Regions from separate parts of the Mus musculus genome. Here region 1 is linked to region 2. A link is a contact called in public HiChIP or PLAC-seq data. All regions are on one chromosome and are shown on one strand. Each heading gives the region's core, a stretch centred on a gene start, on an enhancer-like site or on the middle of the called end of the contact. The rest is flanking DNA. Distances are from core to core; before and after follow the strand shown. Region 1 overlaps Zfp827 (zinc finger protein 827). Region 2 holds the start of Zfp827 (zinc finger protein 827).

Region 1 (7,402 bases), core at 1,340-3,839, 76 kb after region 2:
TCTAATTTTGTTGAAGATATCTACTGGCCTTATACATTGGGAATCTATGCTCTCTTCTATACCTATTATCCTTAGGTTTGGTCTTCTCATTTTGTCCTGGATTTCTGGATGTTTTGGGTTAGGAGCTTTTTGCATTTTGCATTTTCTTTGACTGTTGTGTCAATGTTTTCTATGGTATCTTCTACACCTGAGATTCTCTCTTCTATCTCTTACATTTCTATTTCCAGGGTTGTCTCCCTTTGTAAATTATTTATTGTTTTTATTTCCATTTTTAGATTCCTTCACCTGTTTAATTTTGTTTTCCTGTAATTCTTTAAGGCATTTTTATGTTTCCTCTTTAAGGGTTTCTACCTGTTAACCTGTGTTCTGCTGTATTTTTTAAGGGAGTTATTATGTCCTTCTTAAAGTCCTCTATCATCATCATGAGATATGATTTTAAATCAGTCTTGCTTTTCTGGTGTGTTGGGGTATCCAGGGCTTGCTGTGGTGGGAGCACTTGGTTCTGATGATACCAAGTAGCCTTGGTTTCTATTGCTTATGTTCTTGCCCTTGCCTCTCCCCATCTGGTTCTCTCTGGTGTTAGCTGGTCTTGCAGTCTCTGACTGTGGCTTGTCCCTTCTGAAAGCCTGTGTGTCAGAACTCCTGAGATACCAGCTCTCTCTGGGACAAATTTGGGTATGGAGAGCTGTGGCACAGGGTCAGTTTGGGTGTGCAGACAGAAACCAGAAGGATCCTGTCCCCAGCTCTTCCTTGGTTCCTGTGTCCTGATGTCTCTGGACGGGTGCTTCTTGGTCCTGGAATTTGAGCAGAAGTGGTGGTCTTACCTGAGCTTACAGGTATGTCAGCACTCCTGGGAGTCCAGCTCTCTCCTGGCAGTATTTGGGAATGGAGATCTGTGGCATAGGATCAGCCCTGGGCACAGACAGAAACTGGAAGGTATATTTATATTTTATATAAACAAGCAACAAGTCACTTTAACAGGACAAAACCAGTGTGTTCCTATGCAAAGATGTGGTCTCTTGGAGGGCTAGCAGTCTTGTCGAGCTCAGTGGACACACAGTGCTGTCATTCTTCTGTCCATTTAAGTAGGACTGAGTGAGTAGCCACTGTCTACAGCCCTGGAAGCATGGCTCCTCTCCGCTAAAAGGAGAGAGGGCGCACCCTACTTATACAGTCAATTTCATTCAGTCTCTAGCCAGGGCCAGAAGAGCCCTTCTGTTATTTTATAATCCTGCATACTCCTCACTAATCCTTAGACAGACGCCTGCACCTGAATGGTGGTTGCTGCCTGTTGCATCCCACCCTGATAAGGGAGCTTTACAAATGCAACCCTCAGCGCCTGTACCCCTGCTCCTCCATTTCCCCCCTTTAGCCTTCGTCCCTCTGGCCACCCTTTATGCTTTCTTAACCAGCTTCCTCCTGCCTCCCACACTGAAGCCTGGATTCAGAAAGTCCAGACTCAAAAGGGCTCTTGTTTTATTATCATTTCCCTCTTGCGTAGCTGCATATGTTAATAAAGCCACGGAAATTTGTATTGGCTGGCATTCCCAGAAGCCAGGCGAGCCCTTTACAAGGAATTTCATAGGCTATGTCTTCAGGCTGGATGCCTTTCCTGTTTGGCTGTCTCTGAACGGGGTCAGACTTCAGTCTGGATCCTGAAAGATGGGATAGAGTTTCACAGTAGAGGTAGGGCTTGATGAGTGGTTGGGTGGAGGCTGCATATGTTCTTATGGGATAGTGAGCAAAATATTTATGACGTGTGCCCACTCGCATGCTGTTTTCTTTATGTTCCTGTGGTATTTGACTACAGACGTCATCTTAATGGCCAACGAACTGTGTCATCAATAGTTTACACACAAGCCATAGGCAAACACTATCTTACGGTGACAGCAGAGCTAAGTTATCTGAGGTCTCCGATTGTGGTGTTAGATGCATTGTCATACCTGAATACACTACAGGGGTTCTTTCTCAGAAGACATCCTTCGAGGCACCGGTGGGACCTGGGCCCAGTCCTACCCTACCCCAGCCTTCCTTCTGCCTGTTACTACAGAGATCGTTGGGGAGGGAGAACAGACTCCTTATCTTTTCAATGAAACGAGACCATTCTCATTCTGCAGCAGTTTTTCTTCTCACCAGCGTGTTAACCTTTCCCCTTTAGCTTATTCATGTCAGAGAAGGCTAAGATTCGCATGTGCAATTAAACCCTGTGGATCCCATGCTCATCTGGGTAGCGTTGGTATCACAGACCTACCTGGAGAGGGGAATTCTCATTGCTAAGGAGCCTGCCCTCTGTCAGGCAGCCAAGTCACCCCCAGCAGGGGTCCTCCTGGAGTCTATGCAGGGTCTTCTTTGCGCATGCTCACTCCAGAAGCTAGTACAGGCAGCGACCAGGAGAGCCATTTCCACTGGGGAGGGATGCATCCATATAACCTAAGATGGGAAAACCTTCATGAAGAGACGATTCTTGCTGTGGCTTTTGTTATTCTTTATGACAACAAATGATTTAACAGTGGTGTTTTCTCCTGGTCAAAGTGCAGGGACTCTGGTGTTCTGTCTGAAGAGACCTTTGTCTTCCTTCGTAATGATTCTCTTATTAGCCCCACCCCTGTGTATGTTTTCCCCACACAAATTGTCCAGAGCTCGGGCCGTGGGTTGATTTACTTCCTTGTTTCTAACAGCTGGAATCCTCACATTTCCTGGTTTTCTGTGGCTTGCCCTGTGCATGTGCAGCCGATCTCCACAGCTGGAGAAGTGAGGAAGGCCACAGGATACATGCTCTACCTGGCACAATTTATTTCAGGTTCGAAGTCAGGTTATAGTGAGGGCCAGCGGTTAAAGCCTGAGTTAGGAATCCATTTCCTTTCTTTCAACCAGTGCTCTCAGATTCCCGTAAACTAACCCTTGGCCCAAACGTATAACACGCCCTTGGTTTGGCTTCCAGAAACTCTTTTGCTTTTGGGAGACAGGGCATCAGTGGGAAAGCCTTAGAGAGGCTTCCTGTGAGCCACGTGGAGGAGGCTAAAGGTGACTAATAGTCCTGTAGTCAGAAGGGCAGAGGACCAGCGTGCAGCCCAAGGACTGAGGGTGGAGAGAGAAGTCGGACCACTGCTGGCAGTGAAGTCACCGCGGTTTGGTGTGCACATTCAAACCTGTGCAGGAACCTCCACTTTGCCTGCAAGGAGGGGGTCTGTTAATAATCGGCACACACTCCTCTGCATCCTTGTACTGGGCACACAGAGCCTTGAACAGTTCTCTGCTGGATTCAGGGCTTGCCCTGTTTGCAGGGTGCTGATTCTTGTTTCCTAAAAGTGTTGCTCCTTCCAGAAAGCTCTTCCTGCCTGACTTTGTGTTTTCTGGGCATTCCCAGATGTGGTGTTGATTCTGTGTAAGTGGCCGCGGTGTTTGATTTTAGGCCTAGATGGCCCCCTCCCGAATCTGGATAGCCGTTCCCACCCTTCAGCCCCAGCACCAGGGAAAACACAAGAGAGGACACGGGAACCAGAGAAAAAGGAAATGAAAATGAATCACTTGTAAGGTTTGATTTAAAAAACATTTGGAGGGATTGTTGAAATTGAGCCAGGATTCATTACGAGGCTTATCCATACATTCCACAGCTCCAAACCGCACAGGGACGTGAGCCCCGGGCCCATCTGGAGCCCGACTGGTGCTGTTAGACTTTGGCAGAGTAGGAGAAGGTTTCTTGGGGTTCGGGGAACCCCACTCTTTAAGCTCCTCAGCTTGCTTATCATTGTTTTCCCACTTCTTTTTATGGATCTTCTTTTATGGTAGGGCCTCTTTATCTTCCGGGCCTGCTGTGTCTCAGGACCCCAGTGGACTCCCAGTGAAGCCACAGATAATAGCAAAACTCTATTGTCTGTTACAATGTGTACGTATCTACGATCAATTTAAAATTACAAATTGGGCTCAGAGGGAGATTAAAGACAATAACTAATGATACAATGGAACAATCAAAGCACCATGCTGTTATGAAGGCTATGTGATGGGCTCTGTCCCCTCCGTCTCTCGTGTCTCTCTCCCTCAAGAGTTTCTACTACTCTCAAAATACCATGTGCATTGTCATAAGTCTCCATGTGGACCACAAGTAACTTAAACCTTGGAAAGTGAAACCTGGAAAGCAAAAGTGTGGATAAGAGAAAGTTTATGACATTCATTCATTCATTCATTCAGTCAGTCAGTCAGTCAGTCAGTCACTCAACCAGCTATTTATTGGTTCTCTTCAAATTTCCAAATCTAGATCTTAACACTACAGGCACAAAGTGAGCAGGGCTATTCCACTATCATTCTTGTTCTGTCGCATCTGCTGTTTGTCTGCCCCATCCCCCCTCCACCCCCCATCTGCTAACACCCCTTTCCCACTCCCTTTATCCCCGGTCCCCTGTCTCTGCTTTATTCTAGTCTCTAGGATCCTGGTATCAGTTCACTCAGCTGACCAATTCTGTTGGTGCACTGAGGCCTCTCAGAAAGTGGGGTGGGGGGTGGTGCACACATCAGACTACATTATTATTTATATTAACAGTATTTGAATATTATTATGTGTTAGTGTATGTAATTATTCCACTATGAATTGGAAGTTTTTAACATCATCTAAGAAAAGAATTTTAAGCTGATTTAAACATGCTAAATTTTGCTGAAAACTTCCAAGAAAAAGTAAGCTTTGTGGGCCGGAAATGCTTGCCTGTCAGTCATAGGGACCTGAGTTCGATCCCCATGCTTAAGAAAAACTTAATATGGCAGAATCTGGTGGTGTCACTTTTATCAGCTCCCAGAGACAGGTAGATCTGTGTGAGGACAAAGGCCAGCCTGGCCTCCATAGCAAATTCTAAGCCAACCAGGGTTACTTAGCAAGACTGTATCTCGAAACAGCAACCTCTGCATGTGGTGACACACACTTGTAATTCTAACCCGGGCGGGGAGGCCGAAACTAGCAAATCCCTGGGGTTAGCTCAGCAGCTTCCCAGCCAAAGCTCCCAAAGGTGGCTTAGGGACTCTTTCTTTTCTCTTCGTTTAAAAAAATGTGGGCGTCACCTCAGGAACAAGAGCTGTGATTGGCCTCTGGTCTCCACCCCCAAGTGCACACGTGAGCATGTTCATTCCTCCACACACATGTCCATGTGCACACACAAATAGAAGGAATTTGATGAAGCCTACTTATTGAAATAAAACTCCACCCAATCCTTTATCTCTGTGGATAAGAAGTTCTGTCATCATGGTCATTTGTGCTGGTCATCACAGAGGTGGCCCTTGTTTTCCAGTAATTTTTTTTTAATTGCAGCTAGAATTCTTTAGAATCTTCAGGAATCATGTTTAAAATCTGCATTCACAGGTGAACACAGGCATACACATACAATCACTCAAACATCCTGGATACACAAAGCCCTATTAATCCCAAGAGAAGAGGTGGACACTGCTCGGATTTATTAAATGCCAAAGGATAACGGTTTTTAATAGCTTTAAGGTGAGGTTGGGTACATCCGGTGACACACATACACCCCTGCTGTAATGTGAGGCAAGAAAAAGTACGTTTTGGACATTGATGAAAAGTAGTTTAATATTTTTTAAATGAGATCATTTGGAGTGTTGCCAGGCAGCACATGTACCGTACACATGCACCTCTTCAGCTGATTTCTAGGGAAATTACTAAATGAGATGAAAACAAGGTGACTGACTGTAGAAGGCTTTGTGTTACTATTGGGATGCTCAGAGTTCAGTAGATGGTGACCAGGTTATTCCACCTCCCCCCTGGGTTGACAGAGCTCACTCCCGGAGTTCCCAGTAACTGAAGGATTTTAATCCTTGATTTTCACTGGGACAGAAGTGAAACTGGTAGCATTTTCTGGGCTAGATCGACAGAGTCTGTCCTGTGGTCATCAGAACCAAGTCAAACACTTGCATTTGCCTTGGGTGCTGTTTGGAGCCTGGGTACCCAGTGGCATCACCTAGGCAGGGACCTGTGTCACTGATGGGTGGCTGATGTAGTAATGCGACTGAAGATCCCAGGAAAAGAAAGCCACGGTTCTTTGAGCTGACAGAGAGTAGTCTGTTTCTTGTTTCAGAAGAGCCCTGAGGCAAACACTTTCTTACTTTAAGGTTTGGATTATTATCATTATTATTATTGTTATATTTATTCTTTTATATGTATGGGTGTTTGGGGTGCATGTATGTCTGTGCAGCGTATGTGTGTCTGGTGCTCACAGAATCCAGAACAGAAGAGGCCATTGGCTTCCCTGGAACTGGAGTTGCAGATGATTGTAAGCTGTTGTGTGGGTGCTGGGAATCTGGGTCCTCTGGAAGATCAATCTGGGCCATCACCCCAACCCCTGGACCAAACTTTCCTAGGGTTCAGTTTTTCCTTGCAAATGTGGGACAATTAACAAAATAGAGCACTAGTGTGCTTTTAAAAAATTAATTTCAAACTTATCATCCACTCAGCTCTACGGAGTTGTGAGTTCTTATGTGCACAGCTAATTCCTTGGGTATGTGCCACTGTGCCCCACTAGTCTCCAGGTGTACTTACTGATGAGAGGTGGGCAAGCGCCAATTAATTCATAATTTTTATGACTATATTTAGAAGTCAATCCTGGTAAAATATCATTGAAATTGTTGTAGGAAAGTGTGTCTGTAGGAGTGGGGTGGGAAGAGATTATAAACAGACTTAACAACCACCATTTTAACAAATTTCATAATGTTTGTTTTACTATGAAGATTGGTGTCTCAATCTAGAAAAGAGTAATTTAATCAATGAATGAATTATTTAATTGGACACAGATTTTTAATTACGTTTCTCAAAAACATTGGTTTGCCTCATCATTAGTCTCTCTTGAGTTGTTTTGAGTGTCTTGTGATGTGTGAACGTGTGTGTGTGTGTGTGTGTGTGTGTGTGTAGGCCAGCTGTCAACCTCAATTGTTGTTTCTCAGGGGCCATTCACCTTGCTCTCTGAGACACTGTCCTGTCTTTCACTCTCCTGGAACTTTTCAAGTCTGTTGCTGGCTGTCCAAGACCCAGGGATTGACTCCACCTCCCGTTCACTAGGGCCTCAAACACATGCCACCACACTCGGGTCTTTGATGAGAGTCTGGGGATGAAACCCAAGTCCTGGTGCTTTCGAGGCAAGGCCTTTATCAACCGAGCCACCTGCCCAGCTCAAGTTTCTTCTTCCCTGGCTCCTGCTGTGATGGGTCTCAGTGCAGCCTAGAGGAGGACGGGCGGTCCATCCTGCTGGTGTCAGTGTGCGTCCCATCCATCCTTCCAACGCCTGCAGTGTCTATGTGTCTCTGCCAGACCCTGGCCTCAGGAAAGGGAGATTAGCAGTACGCCTCTACTGTACCTGGCCTCAGGTGATACTTGTGGTAGACGTGTGTCAGCTAACCTCCCTGTGCTGAC
Region 2 (6,706 bases), core at 4,054-6,553:
TTCAGCCCTCCAGTATTTAGAAAGAAATTATTTATTTATAATTAATAAAATCAGTACATTACACACATTATGAAAAAAATCTATGAATTTCAAAATGTTTTGTGATGAGGGGGCATGAATCTACATCACTCAGTGCAATACAGCTCAGAAAACCTCTGTAGTGTCTGGCTCAGTCATCATCTGTGTCTGCCTTCTGTCCGCCATCATATATTGTTTGGTTAAAGATGTCCATGGAAAGAGGGTGAGGATGTGAGTCACTGGTAGACTATTTGTATAGCATGCATGAGACTCTGTATGGCTTTGCCCCATTAAATTAAATTATATTTCAATTAAAATTAAAATTTCTAATTTTAAAAAAATGTAATTTAGTTAATTTAATAATTTAATCCTATTAAATTAAAAATAAGATACAAACTATTTTGTTATCATTTGTGTTCATATACTTTTTTTTTTTAAGGCAGAGTCTTATTGTGTAGCTCCAGTTGGCCTAGAGCTTTTTATGTATATCAGGCTGGCCACTGACCCAGAGATTGGCCTTTTGCTTTCTGAGTGGTGGGATTAAAAGTGTGCACCACTGCACCCAGCTTCAATGTATTTATTTTTAAAAATGTATAAAGGAGCTAAAGAGATGGCTCTGTGGGCAAGAGAACTTGCCATTCTTGCTCAAGGATCCAAGTTTAGTTCCCAGCATCCACAATGGATGGCTCACAAACTTCTATAAACTCCAACTCCAGAGGATTCCATACCCTCTTTTAGACTTCATAGGCACCTGGCCACAAGCACGCGCGAGCATACACACACACACACACACACACACACACACACACACACACACCACACACACAAGTTAGAGGGGTGGAGAGTTATGTAAAGATGGTCCAGTAGTTAAGAGCTCATGCTGCTCTGACAGAGGACCTAAGTTTGATTCTCAGCACCCTCATCAGGCTGCTGGGAACCACTTATTACTCTAGATTTCTCTAACAGGGGATTTAGGGCCCTCTTCTGGTCTCCACAGGCATTACACTCACATGTACCTATGCCCAGAAACACACACACATATACACAATTTACAATAAAAATAAAATCTTTAAAAATAAGCAAATAAAATTTTAAAAAAATCTAAAGAAAAGAAAGGTTTGCATGAAGACTTAGCCTCACACAGATACGTAGTTAGAAAAGGGAGAAATATATTAATAATCATCAAGTAATTGTGAATATCGTTCCTTAACACTACTCTAGAGGTCAATGAATAGTAGTTTCTTAAAAGTTATAAGCAGTATGGAATCTGAAACTACATCAACAGGCTTTTCTAGTTTTTTTTGCATTAAAATCCATCAATCAATGTTTCACTTAGAGTGACCCAACTTAGTATCATTATGTATTAAATATTTGCAATGTGTTGGTTAAATTGAGCTAGGCAGAGCTTTCAAAGTGTTGACACTACTTTTTTTTTAAATCACATTTATTAATGTCACCATGGATCTCATAAAGCAACTGAAGTGTTAGGAAGTCGCTTAAGCTCGTGCTAGCAAACACAAGTCATGTGGATTTTCACTAGAGACGTCCATTTCTATAGCAATACTCTTCCCTGTTTCCTTGAAGCTACAAACTCACCTCATTCTTCTTCTTCTTCTTTTTTTTTAATTTTGTTGTTTTGGGAAAAACCCAAGTTTTTCTGCCAATCATTCTTTCAAATAAATATAAAGATAATGTCCCATGAAAAATGAAGACTATTTCAAACAATCTCAGGAGTGATTTTTCCTCCAGACATACTTTAGCCACAGCTGAGCGCTTTTGGTACCCATTACTGTGTCACAAGAAAAAGTCTTGTCTCAGGGGTCAGAGTTAGTAAAACTTACAGTTTTTACTGCTCCATCAAGGATGTCCTTAAGTGAGCCTTCCTTTGTGCTTTCTCTGAGTGCATGTGATGACGGATAGGATGAGTAATCCTAAGTGTGGTACCCTGCCTGATCTCTGCCATCACCGTCATCTTACCCATCACCACCTTAGCATCAGCACCACAAATGCCAACATGGGAGAAAAGGGCAAGGGGCATCGAAATATTATTATCAAAGTTTGAAAAACAGTAATTCATCCATTTTACTGGGAGAGATGTTGCACATGCTACGATACACCTGTGCAGGTCAGAGAACACGTTGCTGAAAGCTGGTTCCTTCGTTCCACCAAGCCGGTGTCAGAGACAGGACTTGGGCCATCAGGCATGTCAGCAGGTGACTGTATCTGCTGAGTCACTTTCATTGTAAGAATGCTTCTGACCCTGGAGACCCTCTGCAGCCTCTATGCTATTCTACGAGTTGTGATCTCACTGACTACCCACCTTTAGCAAGTCTTGGCCTTAGATGGCATTTACACCTGTGAGCCAGCACTTATGAAACATCTCAGAATGCATGCCTTTAGGATTCACATTTGACAAATGATAGAGATGGGGTGGGAAGGGTACTATGCTTTTTAAGAAATATGTAGTATGAAAAGACCAGTGAATCAAATACAACATTTGAGTTTAAGAATCCAAACTGATTGTTCCTGGCTATATGTACCCAAACATACTATCGAATTTTGATTTTGAGTTTTGTTGTGATGATCTCCAGGCCTTATCTTCCTAACATTTAGATTGCGCTAACATTCCAGCAATTAGGGGTGGCTACAAATGACCTTGAAGCGGTTTGTCTACTGTTCAGACACCAACATGGGATTTAAACAGAAGAGGCTCTGTTTATTTCTATTTCCCATTGTTATGTATTACTTCAAATAATTTTTGGAAAAGGTGGAGGTATGAATAAATTCCATTTAAAATGCTTTTGGCTGTTGATGGAACACCTATATAATTAAAAGTCGACAGCTTTTGCCAGCATGCCTTTAAAAGGTCGCAGGAAATGTACTCAGCTGGAGGAAGGGCCAAAAGTGTGTTTTCAATTACAGTGTACTAAGTACTGTGAACGGTCACTGCAGTTTCAGGAAAAGGTGGTGCTGTGTCCATTTGGAGTTGTGATCCTGATGTCCTAGGTAAAAGTTCTGAGAAAGCTGTGGTCGGTCTCATGATCAATGTGTTTATCTCTCCTTAGGCACGACAAGCCCACAGCAGTCTGCCTGGAACAGACGTGCTTCAAACCTCATGCACACACAGTCCAAGGCACGGCAGACTGGTCTTGATCGGAGTGAACAATCTATCTCAGATCATTACACAGGGACAATTTAACTGCCTCTTTTTGTTTGCTAGTTTTTCTTATTTTGAGAAGGAGTCTCACTCGTAGCCCTGGCTAGTTTGGAGCTTGCTTTGTAGACCAGGCTGGCCTCCAATGGGGACCTGCCTGCCTCTGCCTCACCAGTGCTGGGATCAAAGGCACTGGTCACCATGCCTGATTTTAACTATCATTTAAAAACAATTTTTTTTTTGTATTTTGGAATTGGTTTAAGGTTGATGTTCCAGTTTGGATATTGCACTGTTTCAGAAGGCATTTAAACCTGCTTCAAATAGCATTGCAACCTTGGAGTGCCAAGTATGTTGGTAGGTATCAGCAAGAAGGGGTTCATCTTGAGAATTCACTATTAATGAAAGCCATCTTTTGGGAGACACAGTCTCCTTTACAGTTTCCTAGTGAAAACAGTATAAAGCTATTGTCATTTAAAGGAAATGTAACCAAACCTAACCCCAGTGGCTCTCTTTAACACCACTGGAGACTTCTAAGTCTCATTAGTCACTCATGTCACCTGATGGAATGCCATTTTAAACTTTTGTGTCTTCACTATGCTCCACCTTCTGATGAAAACATCTATTAAAAAATTGGTAGGAAAATATTTAACATAATAAGATGATGAGTCGATTTTTTAAACCTCAAAAGGGAAGATGTTTAAATAATGCACCTTTTTATTTTTTAGCTCTGACTCATGACATATAATGTATTCCACCAAGTTCAAAGTTTCCCCTTACAAAGAGTTTTATGAAACAGCTCTTCTTCAGACCAAATTTTTTTTTTTTTTTACTTCAATTATAGTAGCAGATTTTGGAGTTTTAAATCATTAACAACCTCCCAGTGAACTTGTATCCACATGGCTTACAGTCAGAGAGAGAGAGAGAGACCCGTTCCCTTCACTGAGTACCTTTTGTGAGGCGACGCATCCTTTTCTGTTTTCCCTCTTTATGTGTCTCTTTGAAGCAAGATGTGTGATTTCTAAAGTAATGAAAGTATATGGCTTAATGAAGACTGCTGTATGAGCTCAAACTACACACTAGAATTGCTTCAGGGTAAGGCTCAGTTACCTGTGTTCTGGGGAGGTGGGGGGGGAGGCAGGGAGTGAATCACAGAAGTCAAGATCACTGTGTGCACTGTAGGAATAGACCCGTGGCAGTTGAGTCAACCCTGGGGGGCGGGGGGTGACCTAATCTTATTTTCCCTCTTTATCAAGAACCTGTAATTTTAGTTTTGGCTGAATTTTCAAGTGTTAACTCCACCGGACCCTCTAAAATTGGGTATCCATGCCACCCATCCACTGATCCCACCCTATGCTATCTTTTCATTTTTTTTTTTTTTAAAAAAGATTTATTTCCATTAGGCTGTTTTAAGGGAGTATGTGAGAGTCTGTAACGTCCAGACTCAAGGTGATGGGGTGAGAGAGTCAGTCTTTCAGTTACAAAAGCCTGGGGAATTTTATACAGAACCAAACGTAGTTTAATACACAAAAGAAAGTGGTTAGTGCAACCTATTTCCTTAAAAAAAAATCTGTAAAATAATGTTTCAAGAGCGGGGGGGGGCACTTTTCCACCACCCCCCTTGATTGGGCGACTAGCGGGATAAATTCGAAGAAGTCCATCCCACCCCCGCACGCGCGCCCCCCATGCTTTCCAGACAGAGCAGTTGTAAATGCTAGGCTGAGTCCGCCCTGAGAGCCTTAGGGCACCTTCCTCTTTGCTGAGTGTGTGTATGTGTGTGTGTGTGTGTGTGTGTGTGTGTGTGTATGCGCGCGCGCGTGTGTCTAGCTCTCGCTCTTTCCCTCAGTCTGTGCCTCTGTGTGTGTGTGTGAGTGTGTGTGTGTGACAGAGAGAGAGCGCGAGAGGAGAGCGAGAGAGCGAGCTGCGAGCTGTGCTGCCGCCGCCGCTGCCCTTTGATCCCGACATTAGTGTTAGGGGCTCGGAGACACAGCGCGCGGCCATAGACACCGCCGCACCGGCGCTCATTTATTTATACCTCCCATCACACGCGAGCACAGGACACACACACACTCACACCTATTAGATCCGTTTCCATTGAAGAATATTACGCTCGGGGACAAGCCAGGTGCACGACCAAAAAATTAAAAAAAAAAAAAAAAAAGGAAAAAAAAAGAAAGAAAGAAAGAAAGAAAGGAAAGAAGAAAACCCCTCTTCTGGCTCCAGGAAACAAGCTTCAACCCATTGCACACACCGGAGAGAAGGGGTTTCCCCCTGCCCGCCCCCCAACTACCTCCCCGCTCCTGCCAGTGTCTGCCTGTCTGCCCCCACGGGGGTTTATTTGATCTCACATTAACCAAGGAGGAGAATGTGAGAAAAGGGGGAAAATGCCCAGGAGGAAGCAGGAGCAGCCCAAGCGCCTTCCCTCACGTAAGTCATCCCTTCTCCACCTCCTCTCGTGCCATTTTCTCGCCCTCCCTCTCCTCTTTCCCCTCCGCAGCCTCCGCCGTTGTTTTCTGCATTAGTTTAGGGTTACAGAGGTGAAACTGACAAAGACACAGCCCGGGTTACTCCTCGTTTAGGTCTATGCCGAGGCAGCCATGTTGGTGATGATCAGCCCCGTGCCCTTTCTATTCTCTCTCTCTTTTTCTTTCTTTCTCTCGACCCCCTCTTTTTTTTCCTTGGGATCGGGCTTTTCCCCCCTTTCCCTCCCCCTCCTCACTCCGGTTTGCGGGGGAGGGGGCGAGAGGAGGGAGGAGGGGAGTAGTGTGGATGCCGGGTTTTTGTCGCGGGTGGGGGGAGGTGGGAGAGGTTGCAATCTTGGAAAAAAAAAAGAAATTCCGTGTGGATCCCGGTGCACAAGGGTGCGGGGTTGGGGCGCGCGCAGGGCCGAGGCCGTGACATGGCGATTGGGGGTGTCGGGGCGAGGGCGCGCGGCCGCCCGCCGGGCTGGGGACCGGAGAGGTCGGTCTCCGGCTAAAGGTTGCGCCGGGGTGGGTCGGCCCCGGAGCCGCGGGCAGCTGGAGCTGGAGGCGGAGGTGGAGGCGGTGGCGGAGGGGAAGGCAGGGGCGGTCGAGGAGGGTGTGGGGGCGCCGGGGGGCGCGGGTGGCCGATCGGGGGGCGAGGCCGGGCAGCCGAGCGGATGTGGGGTGCGGGAGCCGCGCCGAGGCTGAGGCGAGGCAGCCAGGGCGGCGCGCGGCGCGCGAGGTCCCTGCAGAGCCGAGGGGAGGGCGGAGCAGGGCTCCCGGCCGCAATAAAATGCGGGGTCAGGCGGAGCAGACAGAGCCGGGGCGACGCGGGCTCGCAGACCCCCCTGCCCCGCCAGCCCGAGCAGAGTCCGTGACTAAAGTGCATCCCAGCCCTCCTGGCCCTAGCCACACACGCCAACTGGAGACTCGCGCCGGGCTGCGCGGCCGGGTCCCCGTCCCCTCCTCCACCCGCGCCTCGGGTCCCTCCGCGCCGCCCTCCCGCTTTTCTTTGCGAGACTCTTAACTTTTCCCCCACTCCCTCTCGGGCTCCCCCCTCGTCCCCCCACAAGCT

Evidence for each region. HiChIP or PLAC-seq counts read pairs in DNA pulled down with a chosen protein or histone mark.
Region 1: a KLF4 HiChIP or PLAC-seq map of embryonic fibroblasts shows a contact between it and region 2, with 10 read pairs. The contact joins the enhancer-like site here to the promoter of Zfp827 in region 2. A contact is called at or near these places in 9 of 484 Hi-C or Micro-C datasets (the C2C12 cell line, cerebral cortex, embryonic fibroblasts and 3 more), 6 of 115 datasets of contacts at active chromatin or transcription factors (CD8 T cells, embryonic fibroblasts, embryonic stem cells and 2 more) and 3 of 9 other capture datasets (adipose tissue, liver and pancreatic islet).

Annotation. Positions count from the first base shown.
Region 1 is chr8:79,101,777-79,109,178 of GRCm38.p6, forward strand. The region is part of intron 5 of Zfp827 (zinc finger protein 827); the gene reads left to right. Among named protein-coding and RNA genes, the nearest start is that of Zfp827, 77 kb to the left of the region's middle. Within about 2 kb of position 2,590, at least 56 of the 459 cell types and tissues checked have an H3K27ac peak or open chromatin away from gene starts, as enhancers often do. A contact at or near this core is called in adipose tissue, embryonic fibroblasts, heart atrium and 2 more, where this site is marked.
Region 2 is chr8:79,023,134-79,029,839 of GRCm38.p6, forward strand. Zfp827 (zinc finger protein 827) reads left to right here and starts at 5,304. Exons shown (of 15, transcript NM_178267.3): 1 at 5,304-5,596. The coding sequence starts at 5,554.